Regions from separate parts of the Mus musculus genome. Here region 1 is linked to region 2. A link is a contact called in public Hi-C data. All regions are on one chromosome and are shown on one strand. The core of a region is the stretch at or near the end of the contact, and the rest is flanking DNA. Distances in the headings are between cores, read along the strand shown.

What was found. Hi-C and Micro-C count contacts between places; a contact is called where the count stands out from the background.
Region 1: a Hi-C map of uterus shows a contact between it and region 2, with 2.3 times the contacts expected there. The contact joins the promoter of Crhbp here to the enhancer-like site in region 2. A contact is called at or near these places in 4 of 484 Hi-C or Micro-C datasets (the C2C12 cell line, embryonic stem cells, nephron progenitors and 1 more), 1 of 115 datasets of contacts at active chromatin or transcription factors (embryonic stem cells) and 1 of 9 other capture datasets (liver).

What each region holds. Positions count from the first base shown.
Region 1 is chr13:95,440,234-95,446,287 of GRCm38.p6, forward strand. Crhbp (corticotropin releasing hormone binding protein) reads right to left here and starts at 4,598. Exons shown (of 7, transcript NM_198408.3): 1 at 4,367-4,598; 2 at 3,943-4,036; 3 at 3,504-3,661; 4 at 1,835-2,045. The coding sequence starts at 4,447.
Region 2 is chr13:95,541,393-95,547,560 of GRCm38.p6, forward strand. It overlaps Gm32640 (a long non-coding RNA gene), which reads right to left. Exons shown (of 3, transcript XR_382764.3): 2 at 4,423-4,557; 3 at 3,478-3,648. Among named protein-coding and RNA genes, the nearest start is that of Gm32640, 4.3 kb to the right of the region's middle. Within about 2 kb of position 4,544, at least 33 of the 459 cell types and tissues checked have an H3K27ac peak or open chromatin away from gene starts, as enhancers often do. A contact at or near this core is called in the C2C12 cell line and uterus, where this site is marked.

The DNA.
Region 1 (6,054 bases), core at 3,348-5,847, 100 kb before region 2:
AAAAAAGATACAAATACATTATTTAGAGTGCTGGACTTTTTAAAATAAATTATTTATGCCTTTGCTCTAGATTTCAGTTCATGGTCTAGTAGGTATATCCAACCTGGAGCCCAATGGCCACATGTGTCCCAGGATTGCTTTGAATGGTGCTAAACATATTTGTAGATTACCAACATTCAAGGGCTGGACCTCTCTATTTAGGTGTTGGGCCCAGGGAGAGGGTATATATCACCATGACAATCTGGGGAGAGGAAGGAGCAGGGGACTAGAACTCAGTGACATGTGAATATTGTCCGGAAGTGCCAGCCACAAGAGGGCTTCTCACCTTTGTCTGTTTATAACAATCCTAAGGTAGGAAGTCTTTATCAGTCAGACAACATACCTGGGGGTACCAGGAATACTTCTGTTGAGTTGATTCTAGATCCGAACTGGGAGAACAAGGCTCAACCACGAAGTCAGAACCTCACCCATAGAATTTGAAGCCACGGTGTTGTTTGTTAAACAATAAAAACCATGTCTAATTTTATTCAAAAGATTTCATGATACTGACAGAAGAAGTGGAGAATAAAATAGACAACAGTTTTATACCTAATACATATTTGCTGGGTTTAGAGTAATGTAAAGTTGACTAAGTGGTCTTTTTTTAAATTTTTATATGTATTATTGTTGTTGTTGCTTTGAGACAGGGTTTCTCTGTGTAGCCCTGGCTGTCCTAGAACTCACTCTGTAGACCAGGCTGGCTTCAAACTCAGAGATCTATCCGCCTTTGCCCCTAAGTGCTGGGGTTAAAGGTGTGGGACACCATGCCCAGCTTTAACCTTTAAATCGTGATAGTCTTAAGATTTTCTGAAATTTTTCTTTTTATTTCAAGTCTAATCTTACAACTGAGTTATTCTTCTGTCTGTGAAACAGAGGCATGGGATTGGCCTTTCTGCTGACCCACCGCCTTATGTTTTTAATTACTCTTAATTTCAGAAATAAGTATTTTTTAATGACTCTTAAATTCAGGAATAAGTGAAATTCCTTGACAGTTTAAAAAGACATCTTCTGATTTTTTTACCAAGCAAATGCCCACAGAAATGAACCCCCAACATTCTGTTTCTCAGATAGCCTCAGCTTTTCAGGGCAGAATTTCTTTCCCTCTCCTTCCTGTTTCCCTCTCTTCTCCCTAGCTTCTTCCCTCCCTAGTGCTAGAGTTTGAACCCAAGTTTTGCTTCAAGCATTCTTAGACAAACGGTTTACCACTTAACTACATCCCTAGTTCTCAGCTTTTCCCCTTAATGAGGAAATGAGCCGATGTACGAACTCGTTCTGCTCAGAATCACGCTCTTTCAGGCTGGCTATCTAGTTTTCCAGCCTAATCTATGTTTCTCTCTGTCAGAAATGACACAAGCTGGGGTGGTGGCTTTGTGGTAGAAGGTAACGTGGAAGGAGGTGATGGAGGGGCACTGGTTCACTCCCTCCTTAGGGGACAAGACAACATCTGCCCACCTGTCTCAGACTTTGTTTACAAAGCTCAGGCACCAAATGATCCCACAAGCTTATCCCGAATCTGCAGGATGGCCTGGGAAATTAAAATTGGGTTCCTGAACCCATCGTAATGTCCCGGCAGGGCAGAGCAAGACTTCAGAGGGGAAATAGAAGTGTATGTACCATATGGTAGAATATTACCTAGCCTGGGAAATACAATCAGAAACTGTGGTTTAATTTTCATAACCAGGATTAAAGAGCCCATACCATTCCTGGGCTTAAGTCTGTGAGGTAATACAATCTTTACAAAGCAGAAGTGACCGCCTCCCCACCTGAGTCCTGTCTGTTGCTCGTGTTTACTTACGGAAGAGGTTGGGATCTGTCTTTATGGTTATCGTGAATCCATTTCCTGGTTCGTGGACCCGGAAGAAGACCATGGCCACATTCTGGGAAGACCTGATGCTCCTTCTGGTAAGACCACTCTCACAGAAATCTGTGTACCTCTTCATAGTGGGCAGAGGGTGATCCTGAGAACTTGGGAATTTCTCTCCCTTTAGGATCCAACCATCAAATACCTTCAAATGATAATAATAATAATAATAATAATAATAATAATAATAATAATAATAACAACAACAACAACAACAGTACAGACATACACAGTCGCTTTCACCAGCTTCTAAAATCACAATGTGTTGTAAAGAGGGGACGTTAACAACCTTCGGTTTTTAAGTGGGGAAGCCACAGCCGGGACTCACAGCCTGCTTGCTTTTCAGTGGTATTTATTAAGACTGTGCAGTTTGGTTGCAAGCACTATCTTTTCTGCATAAGCCTTCAGGCTGCTAAGTTGGCACACTTTTTTATACCTTATCACCTAGTTTGGTAGAAGGGCATTAACTACAGACGACGCTGATTTTATTCATTCGTTTCCACATGAGATCAACTCTCGGGAGCGCTGCTTGGATTTCACTTCAATTTGGCTTCTGCTTTCCTCTAATCAGTGAAATGCAGGCAACAACAGATCTCAAAGAATAAATAACAACAGCCAACCTGGATATGATGGAGGGTGATTGTAACCCCAGTACCACAGAGGCTAAGGGGGAGCACCGTGAGTTTGGGATACAAAGGGTGATTGTGTCAAAGTGATGGGGGGAGGGGCGTGGGGGGATCCAGAGCAGCAGGTGTCATTGCCAGTGCCTCACTCTTCACATTAATATATTATTATATATTAATTAATATATATATTAGTATATATCATCACCTCAAGCTACTTTTTAAAATATTTCTAAATGCTGAAATCTGGCAGTGCTGCCTGGTTAGCCATGTAAGACTTCCTCTTTGCCTCCTGGGACAAAGGGTCAAAGTCAGTTGACCCGGTTCTCAGAAATCACCGCAGGTCTCCATTTTAATGAGTCCATCATAGCACAATTACCAACTGCCGGGTTGCAAATTATTTCTAACAAGCTTGACAGGTTCACCAGTGGTTTTGGAGATCTAAAATGTGAATGTTTCTTGGAGCGGTAGAACTCTATCCTGTGGCCTCTGGGGGCTGAAATGGGATGTGTGGAGCTGGGAGTTCTCTTCCTCTTCTTGCTTCTCTCAAGCTCTACCTCCTGGCAGCATCCCTCTCCCAACCAGTGCCCCACTACTTCAAAACCACCATCAGCCCGGGCTCCTGGAATTACAAAATGAGTTCAGATCTCAGATCGCAAGCGAACCCTCCTGGAGAGCTCCTGCTAATTATTTTTGCCATGTTTTGTACGCCGCAGATTGCATCATAGCGTCTCACACTGCAAGTTCAAGTGCTAGGAAGTTCCCAGGAGTTGGGGAGAGCACAGAAGGGAAATTAAACCATCGACGTCCAGGGGCGCTAGACCTGCAGCGTTTGGCGCTAGACCCTTCCTAGGAATCCAGCCTCCGGGGCTCTCCCAGGGAGTTTCTGAGACTCGAGCACTTAGAGGTTTAGTTGTCCCCCACATGGACGCGCTTAGGGGAACGTGGGCTGGGGCCGCGAGTAGTGGGGACCCCCTCACCTTCAGGAAATCCCCGCCTTGGCAGTCGATGGAGACCAGGTCATAGTGGATGGTGATGAATTCCTCGGGTTCGCCGATGAAGAAGGCGGCGCAGTGCAGCTGCGGCCGGTCTGCGGTGAAGGTGAACTGGCCAGGGAGGCTCAGCATGTCCAGGCACCCTGGGAGAGAGCATGGAGCCCGGGGTTCCCAGCTGTCTTGGGAAGCTGCTCTCAGCGCGCCCCATTCCCCGGCTCCGCAGCGCGCCCCAACCTGGAGCTCCCAGCTTAGGCTGCACTGGGTTCCCTCGCTCTGGCTTGGAAGGAGCCGCGTGGATGCTGCAACCCAGGGGTCCCAGCCAGCCCCCCCCCCCCCGCCCCGACCAGATATCCTGCAAGCCTGTGTCCTAGGTTCTTAGCCTCCCGCCTCCCGGGCACCCACACACTGGACAGCCCCAACTCACGCAGAGCCCGTCGGTACGGCTGCTCCTCTGCCAGGTCCCGCTTCAGATTGGCACTGAAGAGCAGGAGAGGGTCGTAGACCGCGGCTTCTTGCACCTGGAGAGGAAAGTGGATCGTCTGGAAAAGTTCAGGGGGAGGGAAAGAAAGCGAAGCAGGAGCAGGGAGCCCTTTTTGCAGCTCAGAGAAGCAAATGGGGCAGGGGGCAGTGGGGCATGTCTCCTGAGTTCAGAGTTTATGCGTGAGTCGAAGACTATTTCCACCAGATTAGGGTACCCAGCCCAGAGAAAGGCAGGCAGTTAGGATGCTCAGGGGCACGGAGAAAGCTGTCTAGGTGAACCAGGGAGAAAGGATCAAAAGTTGGTCTGCTGTCCCTGGCTAAATACTCAAGGGATAGAAAGGTGTTAAGCTCGAGAAAGGATGGCTCACCTCTAGGTAGCGGCTCTCTCCCCTTAGAGCTGTCAGGAGGATCAGAATGAAGTGACATTGGAGTTTGAAGTTCGGTGACATGCTGGCCTTGTGTCTGCAGCTGGAGTGCTCTGCTGCGGAGATCTTAGGCGTTTCTTCCCACACCTTCGCCCACACTGAGAGCTCAAAGCAGCGAGGGTCCCTTTGCTGGGTCTCTTTTATAGAGCAGTAGAGGGGAGGCTCTCTGCCCCTTAACTGATCTGAGCTTAGTTACCATGGGTTACCCTGCCTCGGTGACAAAATGCGTGGCAATGACGAGGGTCCAGCTCTCAGCCACAAATATTTCAGCATGGCCCCGCATTATTCATCAAGAGTGACACTTCAGTCACGAGGACCTAGTGACCTGAACGCATAGCCGAAAGAATGAGGCAGAGGCAGAGAGATTCGGGGAGAGCCTTTCACTTGGCCTGTAAAACGTTACATTATATTCATTATACATATCTGGGGAACTTTTGGTTTTATAAAAGCAAATGACAGACATGTCAGACACATATGACCTCCTCATGGGGCCTAGCCATATAACTGTGGATGGGACTCTGATGGGAATGGCCAGAGCGTAGTATCAGTACGGCTATCATTCCCCTCCAGAAGAAATATGAGGTGGTTTCAGCCTCAAAACTTTGACAGAGCCTGATTTTATAGAATATTGCAGAAATAAAATCCGGGCTTCCTGTCCCTTGCTTTATCCCGATCCCGCTTCTTATCGGCCTTTCCTTAATGAAGAGCAAGAATCTGCAGACTTCTGGATGTCAGAGGGGCTGTCCCTGATCTGTACGTTTCCGGTGCTCTGGACACCTGGGCAGTGCTCTGTAGCCAGGACTTCGGCCTCAATGAACCACTGAGAGAAAGTCGCTCTACGCCGTTCCTCCCAGCACCTGCGTTACTCTGACTCACCCGAGGGAAACGTGCTGACGCTTCCACAACTCACACACAGCTCCCGTGGAACGAGAGGGAATCCACACAGGAGTGGTGTGTAAGCTCACTTTTGCCGATTTGGCAGAAGACCATGGCTTCTGCTTTTGTCCAGAGCTGGGGACAGTATAGAGACAGCCCCTCCAGTTTTCCCCACCCCTTCAAAACAGGCAGTAAACACTGCTAGAAAACTCGAACTCAAGACCACAGCGTAAGGTTTTAAGGAAAGAAAAAGGATTACATTTGTGGCGAAAACACTTGAAAGAAACAGAAATCTGTTAGGATTCTGTCAGGATGTCAGAATTGGTTGTTTTCCTATTTGAGACAACACTGAGATCTGCAGGGGTGGGTCTCAGGGTTTACACCAGGGGGGTCTTCCTTTTCCTGATCTAATGCTATAAACAGTCCTTAGACCAGACCACAGAGCAGAAAGAACACACCAAGTTCATGAGCCCTGGCACCACGCCCTTCTCTGCATCCTCCACTGTTTAGGCATCTGAATTTCAGACAGGGATAGGGAACACTGAGGGGAATGAAAGGAAAGAATTTAATAGCTTAACATCGCCTGCCTGCCTGCCTGCCTGCCTGCCTTACAGGCATCCAGCCATCTCCAGGACTATCTCCCTAGAGAGATTTTCAGGCACGTTCACCTGGCATACCATGATCTACCCTCCTCTCTCATCCGCGCAGACCAGGCTTTGGCCAGCCCAGGGCTCACCCCGACACTTACGTCCAGC
Region 2 (6,168 bases), core at 3,294-5,793:
CAGTATACCCCACCTTATGAAGTATGTTGTGTTGCCTAAATCTTTTGGATCTGTATGTTAGCCCCTATATTATGGTACAGGGCAACTAGAAGGTATGGGTCACTGCAGGCTAGAATACCTAGGGAGGAATGGAGATTTTCCAGACATGTAAGTATTAATTCATGGGTATCATTGGCTATATTGTTTGTTTATTATTTTACTATTCGGCAGGCATTTTGAGCTTTTTCTCAGAGGAAGATTAGGAGGGAGCAACAGATATTTGATACTTGATCTCATGCTTATAGGCAGCAGGGCTGGCAGGTGTGAGAAAGTGTGATGTGTAGACTGGGTCAGAACCCTTTATGCAAGAGCTCCCGATCTCGTTCTTAGGCAGCTGAAGGAGTGACTTGGAAGTGGTGTTCTCTAGAGCAGGTGTCTACACAGAGCCTTGACCTCAGCCACTAGTGCTGATTCTCCCTCTAGCTGGATTTCCTTGGGTAATTAGTGGCAGAGCGTGAAGGGTGGTAATAGCTATTCCACTGAGGGCTGTTGTGAACATTAAATGAGCACTTAGAACCAACAGGGGCTCCTTATGCCTGATGACTATTATTTTAGAGGGAAGTCCTTTGTTATTTGTTCCAGCTCCAGAGCAGGTCTTGGAAGAGGGACCGTCATGAGTTTCTTTCAACATTTCCAGGCCAGGCCAGGGACTCATGAGTGTCATGTGGAACTTTTATCATTATAATCCTAAGAAAGTTTCCAGAGGGCTGTGTGTATTTGTGCTGACTGTTTTTTTTTTTTGTCAAGTTAGCACAATCTAGGGCCAGCTAAGAAAATGCCACCATCTGATTGTAAGCAAGTCAATTTTCTTGATTAATGATTGATGTAGGAAGATCCAGTCCTCGGTGGGCGGGGCCGTTCCTGGGCAGGTGATTCTGGGGGTTGAACAAGCCATGAAGAGCAAGCCCTCTACGGTATCTGCTTCCATTCCTGCCTCGAGTTCCTGCCCTGACTTCCTTTGATGCTGGACTGTGCTGTGGTGTGAAAATGTACGTGAGATAGATCCTTTTCCCTCGTGATGCTTTTGGTAACATTGTCTGATCACAGCAACAGAGAGAGACGATGACAACACACTTTCCAGACGAAGCAGAAGCACCAACACCAGACTTTCTTCCTATTGCTTCTCACTACAACCATTTTACTTACAACTCTCAAATTACCCTCCCACCAGAATTGAAATTTTAGAGCTGCAAGAGATGTTGAGTCTGGACCACTAAGGGATGATAAAATGTCTAATGGAGACACTTGAGTCAGACTGAAGGTGGGTGGGAAACCAGGCACCGTTACCAATGCGGAAATGACCAGGATTCTCTATTACACTCTAGTACCTTGTTCCATGCGGAGACTTGTTAGATAGGCATGCTCTACAGCCTTCCCAAATCTAATATCAGATCAGAATAAAGATCCATGGGTGGGTCACATGCCTTGAAAAGCTACCATCAACCTTCTAATCTATAGAATGAAATAAAATGGAAAATGAGAACCTCAGCATCACACCAGATTGAGGGTCTATGTAGTGACATTATTTTTTTTAGAATTCTGAAGTTTTGATTTTTTTAAAAGATTTATTTATTTATTATCTATAAGTACACTGTAGCTGTCTTCAGACACACCAGAAGATGTGTGTCTTAACCACTGAGCCATCTCTCCAGCCCAGCACTCGAGTTCTTGAGGCTGTCTGAATCCATACATGGGTTAACATTGTTTAAGTTCATACATAATTAACACAATTCTAAATAACAGAGCCTAGACTAAGCAAATCAGAGTAACTTAATAATAGATAAAACATTGAAAGGCAATGCTGACTCCGTGGATGATATATTTAGTTCCTTGTGTAGCTATTCTAAAAGACAGTACTATCTAAAAATTATGCAATATAAAATGTGAGTCTATGAATAAAATCACCCTCACAAACACCCATATTGCAAGTGAATTAGTTCTATGTTAGTTTTACAAACACCCATTTTGCAAGTGAATTAATTCTATGTTAGTTTTACAAAATGAAAGCAGACAGTCCATTACCAACCATGACTCTCTTCTGGAAGCTGTTATACATGGGTGATGTCCAAAGATATCATCAGGGAAGACTGAAGAGACTTATACATGGAGAGTTATACATACATACATATATATATATATATATATATATATATATATATATATATATATATATATATCGGTGTCTGCTAAATTAGTAATTTGATGATTAATGTCTTCATCTATCAAGTAAAGAACTTACTGATTTACTGAACATATGAAACAGTATGTCCACCTACACAGAAAGTGAATAGGGCATAGTCATGAGTCTGGTTCATGTATTCAGTCACTCACTATGTGATACTCCATGGCAGGTTGAGCATACAACAGTAGACACGATGAATGTCACTCCTAACCTGGAGATCCTCATTGTGATATGGGAGACAAGACAGCCAGGCAATTATGAAGCACTTAGATCCACACTGAGGAAGAAAGAGGCTGAGGTAGTAGAGAAAAAAGATACAAAATAACTCTGGCATCTTTGAATCTGAAATTCTCCTCTACAGGGACATGTTTGAAAAGCTTGGACAGTCAGTCCAAGCTGACTGTCAACTATTTAGAAGGTGGGGCCTGGCTGTCAGAAGTCAGTCACTAAGAGAGGGTTTTGAAGGTTATACCTGGTCCTTGTGCTAGTCTCACTGTCTGTTTCCTGATCTGTAAATGATGTGAACACCTCAGACACACACCTCTATCATCATGAATGGCCATGCCTTCCCTGCCATAGTGGACCACTGCAAGCCTCTGACACCATAACCCAAATAAATCTTATATGAGTAGCTTCCACCAGGCATTCTCTTAAGTGACACAAAAGTAACCATACTCCCATTTCAACCCCTAACACTAGATGAAAGAGATCCCCGAATCTAATATCTTCCTTTTTGTTTTATCTTTGACTATGCCAAACCTCAACCAACCTTCCTAAACAACCAATGACCACCCACCTTGTCTCTCAGGACCCTCACATTTATGTACCCTTTGAAAAATTCCCAGATATCCAAACATCACACAGTCACAAAAATTATCTGCAGCTGGAAAAACCATGCCTCTGCTAGAGCACGAGACAAATCACGGTCAGCTGCTGCGGACGTTCTGGAAACAGCCTCACATCCCTACACCTGGGATTAAAAGAAACGCACATTCTTATAATATTTCTGTGTTTTTTAAAGAAATCAGGGGCTGGAGAGATGGCTCAGTGGTTAAGAGCACTGACTGCTCTTCCAGAGGTCCTGAGTTCAAATCCCAGCAACCACATGGTGGCTTACAACCATCTGTAATGGGATCTGATGCCCTCTTCTGGTGTTTCTGAAGACAGCTTCAGTGTACTTATATAAAAGAAAGAAAGAAAGAAAGAAAGAAAGAGAGAGAGAGAGAGAGAGAGAAAGAAAGAAAGAGAAAGGAAGGAAGAAAGAGAGAGAGAAAGAAGGAAAGAAAGAACTCTAGTGTTAGTAAAGTCATTACCCACTTACGGCAACATGGCGCACCTCCAGAAAGCGATGCTTCTAGCTCTTTGTTATATTCCAGGTCCTGGGAAGTTTTTGCTTCTGCATCATATTGTTTTATTCTACTGGGTTTCTGAAATGTGAAGAATGAATGTTAAAAATGATTTGCTTCTCTGCTTGTCTGCTTTCTCTATTCCTTATAGGACACAGTAGGGAAAGGGTGGATAGAAAACTCAAGATGGTGGAGAAGGAACCCCGGGAAAAGAGAGGAAGGAACAGAGGGAATGGAAGAAGAAGGCAGGTGGGAATGAAGAAAAGAATCTGAATGAGGAAGGAGAACACGAGAGAAAGATTGGGGAAGGTCGGACCACAGAGATGGTGGCAGAGACAGTGCTTACTGTCAAGCTCTGAGACATGAGTTCAATCCCCAGAGCTCACTGGTAGAAGAGAGAACAAACACTCCCAAAGCATCTTCTCATTGCCACAAGTATACTATATACACACATGCATATATGCACACTCACGAGTATACTATATACACACATGCATATATGCACACTCACGAGTATACTATATACACACATGCATATATGCACACTCACGAGTATACTGTATACACACATGCATATATGCACACTCACACATGCACATACATACATGCTTAAGGTTAAACATAGAAAAATACAATGGGTATGATTCTATTTTTTAAAAAGGCCAACCCTTGCTACTATTGCTTTGACAGGGTCACTGTAGCTGAGGCTGGTCTTGAACTCCTGGTTCCCGAGCCTCCTCCTCTTCGGGAGGGGAGGGATCACAGGTGTGAACCACACCGAGCATAAACTCACTCTTAGGTCATGATGTAGCCTTGTACAAGCCACATAACAAAGACTGGACAGATGTACTGCACCTGTGGTAGATTAGATGACTGTTCTCCATTCTTTGCTGCTGTGGGAACTGGTGGTTCAATAGAGTGGGCCAGGGAATGCGCTTCGCAGGCGGCCCTGGGTGGGGTGTGATGACTCAATGGGGACCACGGAATGTGCTGGAATTCACAATACATTTACTTAGTCCAGGGGAAGCTATGAAGACACATCCGGTTTTCTGCTTGCCCTTTTACATTCCTGTGATCTTCCATGAGGAAAACTATCTCCCAGGAGCTTCCAGTCTGAGGAAAGGAGAAGACATGCAGCACCATCTAACCTCCCCCACAGCCTGGACCCCAGCCCAGCAGAGCCCAGCAGAGCCCAGCCTCAGAGCCACGGCAGGCCTGAGGGCCTCCGAAAGATTATAGCGTTTGTTGCTGAGAGCCAGAGAACTTGGTTGTTAGGCAGCAAAAACCAATTTGCTGTGATCATTTCAGGGTGTTAAGATCATTGATCTTTCTCAGACATGTTGTGTTTTTCAAGTGTATTTGAGAGAATGGTGTGAGGACACGTTTCCCATTTCATCATTCATTACAGTGATACATTAGCAAACACGTTGGAATTCCACTTACATTGGGCAAAAGCCAGAAACCTGCTGAAACCTTAAAAACCCGGAGTACTGATCCACAGGCATTCCCTCTCCAGGTGCTCTCTGCCTAAGCAAACGTCAGTACACGCTTGCTTGGTAAAGGAAGATCAGCCTTTCCCACGGTTGCCTTTTAGACACCAGTTGTGTCTCACACAGTGGCAAACCCAGGCAGGGGGTGTGGGGGCTGGAAGGCCTTATACAGCTTGAGAGAATTAATACAGAGGAGACTATCAAAAATGTTCTCTTGACAAACCCCTTTCTGTCCTCTCAACTTTCAGTCAGAGTCAACTGTTGTCTTACTGTTTTCCTGGTCACTACTGGGAGACCGTTGGGTGAGACTACAGTAAACAAGGTGGGGAAAGCTATCAAAGGAAATGACTGATGGGAAAGAGAAAGAAGGAACACGGGAATGAAGAAAGTGATGAGAAAGAGGCTGAGGAGGAGATTAACCTATGAATAAGAGGTAGGGACCCCAATCTGGCAGACGGAAGTGGCTCTTTGCTGTGACATGGGCCACACAAGTCTGCCCCACTTCTTGCGGCATTCCTGGGCCATGGTGATGGCCGCCTTTCTCTGAACGCTGTAGTCTTCACTCTGGCTGAGATATCTTCCCTGGGCTCCAAGCCTCAACACTCTACTCGCTAACCAGTATCTTGCTGAGATCCCACGGCCCTAACCCTCTCGAGCTTTAGACTGGCTATAAGCTCTTCCAGGTAGGTACTGGCTTCAGGTCCGCCCCCATCCTGTCTCCAAGGAGACACTCAATCTCCATTAATTGCATGAATGAATGGATGGATGAACCGCTGCAGCAAAGCCAGCCAGGGGCACACACCTGCCTCACCGCCCTGCGGGCTGACAGTTTCTTTTTTCCGGTCAGGTTTTGACGGCTGAACTGCCAAACCCCTTTAACTTCAGAGACCCCGAGCTTCCACGGAACAACCATTTCTTCTGAGCTTGACATAGGGAAGCAGAGCAGCTGTGCATGGGAGACCTCACAGAGCCTGTTGTCTTAGCAACAAAGCAGATAAACAACAGCTAGGCTGTGCTGTGTCTTGATTTCCTCTTGAAAGAGGAGAGGGAAGGTCATAAGACCCCCCACAAGACTCTCCCCCTGAGATCTAATCACCAGTCCTGCCTGCCT